Regions from separate parts of the Mus musculus genome. Here region 2 is linked to region 1. A link is a contact called in public promoter capture Hi-C data. All regions are on one chromosome and are shown on one strand. Each heading gives the region's core, a stretch centred on a gene start, on an enhancer-like site or on the middle of the called end of the contact. The rest is flanking DNA. Distances are from core to core; before and after follow the strand shown.

Region 1 (3,133 bases), core at 350-2,849:
CTTCAGACACACCAGAAGAGCATCAGATCTCATTATTGATTGTTGTGAGCCACCATGTGATTGCTGGGATTTGAACTTGGGACCTTCAGAAGAGCAGTCAGTGCTCTTAAGCACTGAGCCGTCTTTCTAGCCCTCGCTTCAGGTTCTTAATGACTAACCTGTACTTCACAAGGATGGCCTGAAAGGGACAGTGCTTTTCAGTTCTGTTAGCCCACCCATTTCCCCCACCCCAAAGGATCACTCAGATTCAGTTCCCCTTCTCAGCGGCCCTCCCTTACCCTCCAGCCTGTTCCCTGGGGCTCTTGCCTCCTTCCTCTGTCCTTCCCATTCCTACCAGTTTATGTCCTACCAGCATCTTAGGCTTTCTTGACTTTGAGGCATCATCCATGTGTTGTATGTTGAGTATGAGAGAATTTGGTTCTGTCCTCAGTACAATAATCCCTGCCCACATGTGCACCCAATGGTCGTACAATGAATGTTTCTTGAAGAACTCAGGAGTAGAGTAATCCAGTGTGGAGAAAGACTTTTTTTAAAAATCGGTCATTTGCCCAATATGAAATGTGGATACTTGCTCTCTGGCATTTTCCCCTTCTCCTTTGGCCTGAACACTTTCATTCATCCAACAAATACTTAGTGTATTTTTTTAAAGATCTTATTATTTATGTGGTGTATGTCTGGATAGCGTATGCTCACTGTGCAGGTGTCTTGATGGATGAGGGCATTGGATCTCCTATAACTGGAATTACAGGCACTTTGTGAGACACTGATAGAAGATGCCTGGGAACCATCCAAAGGAAGAGCAGTAGGTGCTTAACTCTCAAGTGCTGTGCCATCTCTCCACCCACTACCGAGTGTGTTCTTGATGTACCCAGGCAGCAGAAGGCTGGAGCTCTGCCCTGTACCTTTCGTTTCTGAAGGGTAGAGACAGTTATGTAAAAGGAGCATCCTGGCTGTTTCCTCGAAAACAGAGCGTCGCTTACAATACTATCTAACTCCTGTTGCCAAATGAACCTGTAACTCGAGGGCAGCCAAGGACCTTACCTTGTACCATTAAACTTGTATTTCTGAAAATACGGTTGGATTCTACCTGGGTTCACTCACCTATATTGGCGGGTGGGAGAAAGCAGCAAGTTTTGGAAAGATGAAAACAATGGGAACCCCAAAGCACTGCATTCCTGGGATACCGGGGAGCCCCAGAGGCCTGCGGACTCACAAGCGCCACCGGGTCCACTTACCTGTTGGCTGCGCGGACCCCGCCCTCCCGTGACTGACAGCCCCAAGGCCACGCCTCCGGGAAGCCCGGCAGTAGACTTGCGCGGCCCGGCCCTGTTGTCTTCCAGGCCACTCCACTTGGCCAGGATTGGCCGAGAGCCGCCCTCGCCCGACCCGCGCGTTATGTAAGGTACTCGGGGGCCTTTGCACCCGCCCACCCGCCCGCGGTTATGTAACCCCCGCCGTGCACGACCTGCACCCCGCCCTCTGACCAATGGGAGCTCGTGTTGCCGGTAACAGCGACCAATCGCGCGGCGAAGGGGCGGGACCGGATCCCTGGCGCGCAGGGGGCGGGGCCGGCGGCCACTGGGCACGCGGACGGCCTCGAGACTGGACTGCCCGCGGGTGGGCGAGGCTCTGCGGGGCGGCGGCGAGTTGCTCGGCTGGCGGGACGCCTGCGAGCCCGCACGGCCGGGCGCTGCTGCCCCTGCCTTCTGCCCGGTCACGCCGGACGTTGCTCTCTGAGGTGTTTCTCGATGCTCGCCGGCTTCCCAGCAAGGACGGTGGAAAAGTTGTTGCAGGCTGACCGCGCTCCCTGAGAGCCCCGCTGGTGGTCCGTCCAGCCAGCTTCCGCCATCGAGCTGTCGCTGTAGCTCGTCACCCCAGCAGAGTCTGTGGAAATGCTGAGGAGAAAAGTGCCCCTCAGATGAGCGTGGTCGGCGACCAGTCTTTCCCGAAGGCGATGGCAGGGACCAAAACAAGCCGGGTTTGGTTGCTAGCTGCAAACTGAGAGAAGCAGGCTGAGGGCTGCCAGGCGGGATGGATCCCTGTGGAGACCCGGCAGTACCTGGTGGCGACTGTCCCCAGACTAGGGGACCGGGGCTCCAGGGGGCGTCTGGCCAGGAGGGTCCTCTGCAGGGCACTTGCGTGGACAGCAGCCACAGGTGACGCTAGGAAGTCTCCCCACCACCCTCTGTGTTTATTGTCCTTCCCTGGAGCAGGGAAAGCAGGATTTACAACTTTTTATTGTATTTTTGATCCCGGGGACGCGGTAGGGGGGGGAGGCGACCTGAAAGGGAACTTCCAAATAGTTCGGTGAGGATTGATGGGAGGGGGAATGTTACTAAACTAAATTACCAGAGTACGGAAAGAAAGAGGAAAGTGGTTAAAGAATTTGACGGAGTTGGGACTGAAGGGAGAATGAAAGTGTAGAATGTCCCCTACCTGGAAGAGAAAGGGCATTAAACCTGTGACCTGGGCTAGTTGAGGTGGCCAGACATCCCTAAAAATCAGATATTCCTTGAGTGTCCACCATTACGGTTTCTTGTTTGTTTTTTTCCTATTCAGTGAACACGAAGACCGAAACAGAATGTCTGAAGAGCTTATAATGGTTGTCCAAGAAATGAAAAAGTATTTCCCAGCCGAGAGGCACACTAAGCCCAGTACCCTAGATGCTCTTAACTATGCCCTGCGCTGTGTACACAGTGTGCAAGGTAAATGCATTGCAGCGAATAGGGTGGCGCTGGGCTCAGTCCTCATGTGCAGTGGAACTCCAGCCTCCAGAGGCTTGGGCTTTATTTGTAGCCAAGACAAGCAAGTCTAAAGCTGATGTAAGTGGTGCTTTAGGCTTTCCAAGTTTGAAAAGCCAGCAGAACGTTATTTGTCTGACAGTTTAGTAACTGTGCAATATTGTGCCTATCTGTTGCAAGAGTAAAGAGTTGAGCAGTTTAAGTAAAACTCAGAGGACTTTTTCAAGGAGCATTGCCTTCCATGGAGATTACACGAGCAAATACATGTCTGGGTTGTTTTTTTCTGTCATGCACACACTTTGGAAATGCAGTTGTAGTATATACAAAATAGACTAAATCAAAGAACAAATGTTTTTCCTTCCCCCAGCAGAAACCGCTTTGCTCAGTCTGTG
Region 2 (2,937 bases), core at 288-2,787, 740 kb before region 1:
AATTGGTTAAAACTTGGATAAATGGTCTACCCTTGTTCTGATCCTTTCCTAGCTGGGAACTACTGATCAGAAATCCTGGACGTTTACTTTATAAAGAAAGAGAAAAGCAGGTAAATGATGTGCACACATGGAAATGTGTCTGTCTGGAATATCTGGGCCAGTGCTGTTCCTTCCAGAGCAGATTACACTGAAAACTAAAATGGCTCTCTCTGCTGGTTTAGATGTTCAACCAACACTAGCCAGTGCCTGGAGCCTCTGCCATTGCTCTGCGAAATAGCCCTGAGTGAGAAGCCATCAGAGAAGCCAGCATTGTGCTTACGTTCTGAGGTTCCTGAGTAGAGGTCTCTGGTTCCATTTCGGTTGCTATGATATAAAACCAAAAAACTTACAGAAATCATCTTAGGGGGAAAAGTGTTTATTTTAGCTTAAAACTTGCAGCTGTAGTCCAGCACTGTGGGGAAGTCCTAGCAGAGCTTGAGCCAGCTGGTCACATCAGGTCACATCAGGTCCTCACTAGAGCTTCGAGCAGCACACCCTGAACCTAGTGCTAAGCCGGCGCTGGTACTTAAGAGTCAGGGACTGAGCTACCCGCTTGCAGGCTGGGTCTTTCATATTAATTAAGGTATCAAGACAGTCCCTGACCAGTGTACTCACAAGACAACCCGGTCTAGAGAGTTCCTCGTCAAGACCATCCTCCTAAGTGCTAGGCTGTATTAAACAACTAGAACTAAGCACCAAGGGCCATTCTTGTTTCCTCGTTCTGCCACCTTTCTTTTCTCTCATGTCTTCAACATTTAATTTTCCTTTCTCCTTTCTTCCTCCATAGCTCTGCACTGTCTCCCCCGACCCCCCAGTAAATCCCTGATGTTTACAGTGTATCTATCATCACAGTGTAATATATTTACAAATCCTCCAAGGGGGTCCCAGCACATAGTAGATGTTCCAGTGGGCTTTTAAAAGTATGTTTTGGTATTTTTTTTAAAGGAGTAGGTACCACCCTTCATTAGTCTGAGTATCCTTAGGCTGTGTTTACGGTCATCTATCCTGATTTCGTTCATCTTGAGGACTTTGGTAATTTGCCACATGGCTTTATTCAGTAGGCTGAGAAACACCATGCTTTAAGTCACCAACCAGTGTCACTTAGGCACTAGGATAAGCTGGTGTTGTTTTGGCGGCTTCTTACCTTGGGCTTCTGTATAGCTGCTGTGTAAGCTTTTAAACTGCAAGGAAGCTGATCACCCCTTGATGCTGGTGATGAGGAGTCTGCTGTGGAGAGGGAAAGGCCTTCACACCCACTGCCTCTTCTGCTGCCCCACCAGTCCTGTTAGGGTGGAGCAGCAAACATGGCAGCACCGAAGCTAGCCATTAACTGCCTGCCTCCAGCAGAGTTGGTAGAGTCGTCAGAGTAATTAATCTTCTGCTTTCCCTCCACAAGAGCGAGTGACTTAAGGTTAGGGTGGTTCTGAGGGAAGCAGAGGCCTCGGGCTGGAGTGTGGTGGCTCTGTGCGAGTCTCTAGAGCTGAGTATTTGGCCTAGGTGCCACCTGGTGACCTTGGCGGCCCTCCTGATGACCTTTGCCCTTGTGGCTGTGGGAAGTGCTCTGTGTCATTCCCCATGAAATTCTGCCTAAGCTGAAGGGTGTTGATAAAGAAGATGGCGTCAGACTTAGGGGGATGTCATGGAAACAGCAGCATCTTGTAGTTCTCATCCCCAGTTACTGACTCCACCAGAAGATGATGGCCATAGTCCTGTGGGAGTGGCTGACCCCTTACTTCCAGTCCTCTTCTGTCTCCTGTGCAGATTCTGTTTCTTATTCCTTCATCTTTCTAGAGATGGTGCCAAGAGGACAGGTCGAGGAACAGGTGAAATTCCTGGCCCAAGTCTTGTCTCTGGGTCTCGCCTGCTGGGCTCCGGCTCCCCTTAGGCCTCTGGCACACGTTCCTGCACATAGTAGACACTCAGCGAATACAAGCTCTTCATTTCTCATTAGTGCAGGTAATTAAGAGCAGGAGCTGATAGACTACACATATCTGTGCAGAGATATATCTGTAATTAAAGTTTTAATTAAAGAAATACCAGGCCAGGCAGATGGTTCTTATCCCCACATCCTGTAAACCTAAGAGCTGTGTCGTCTCGATCCTGCAGACAAAGGCAAGAGCAGCAGCCTCCATGGTGGTACCAGAGGGGAGAGGGAGTCTCACTAGCTGGCCGTAATCTAATTTTGGTAGCACTCTATGTGATGACACTTCTGGGGGTAATCATTGCAGTCTGATATGGAAAGACAATACATCACAGGGACGTCCTGACCAGAGCTTTTAAGCCTCCAGTCAAGGGCATTACCGCAGCCAGCTGGTGGATCACAAGGCATGTGGTCTGTGCCGGGTTACAAAAGCTGACAGAGGGTTATTTAGGATCATCAGCTAAATACAGTGCTAAAGTAGAGCAGCGGCGTCCTGGTGCTTTAGGTGCTGCCGCGGTAGAGCAGTGCAGAGTTGAGATGTGACTTACGCTGCCTGCCACACAGCAGGCCTCTGCTATGTCACTGTGACCTTAATGGTTAATCAAGTATAGAATTTAACACACACAACAACCACAACGGCTAACAGAAAAGATCTGTCTAGATCTTACTACTATTCAAGACCTCCCAGTGACCTCCATCTGCTCCCATGACCATCACAAGAAGCCAGAGCCGTACAGGGAAGTCCTGTGTAGGGTGCACGGCATCTTACTGTGACCTCTTGGGCCTCTGCTGCTAGGTTTCATGTACTCAGTCTGGCACGGGGCTGAAGGCATCATTGCAGGTGTGGCAGTTCTGTACAGCACTGCTCCACTCATGCCTCATTTGCTGCTGTGCAGCACCAGTCCTGAAGACTTGTACTTCACAGGCTTAGCTCAGAGCTTAGAAGCCTTGTCCTACCTTTGCTGAGCACTGGGTCA

Evidence for each region. Promoter capture Hi-C pulls out the DNA fragments that hold promoters and counts their contacts.
Region 2: a contact with region 1 is called in a promoter capture Hi-C map of liver, with 2.2 times the contacts expected there. The contact joins the enhancer-like site here to the promoter of Per3 in region 1. A contact is called at or near these places in 6 of 39 promoter capture datasets (3T3-L1-derived adipocytes, the C10 cell line, cranial neural crest and 3 more) and 1 of 115 datasets of contacts at active chromatin or transcription factors (the 230-238 cell line).

What each region holds. Positions count from the first base shown.
Region 1 is chr4:151,043,131-151,046,263 of GRCm38.p6, reverse strand. It overlaps Per3 (period circadian clock 3), which reads left to right and starts at 1,599. Exons shown (of 21, transcript NM_011067.3): 1 at 1,599-2,156; 2 at 2,560-2,705. The coding sequence starts at 2,032. It overlaps Gm38529, which reads right to left and starts at 1,411. Exons shown (of 2, transcript XM_017320565.2): 1 at 1,236-1,411.
Region 2 is chr4:151,786,556-151,789,492 of GRCm38.p6, reverse strand. All of the region lies in intron 3 of Camta1 (calmodulin binding transcription activator 1), which reads left to right. Among named protein-coding and RNA genes, the nearest start is that of Gm52710, 52 kb to the right of the region's middle. Within about 2 kb of position 1,537, at least 11 of the 459 cell types and tissues checked have an H3K27ac peak or open chromatin away from gene starts, as enhancers often do. A contact at or near this core is called in liver, where this site is marked.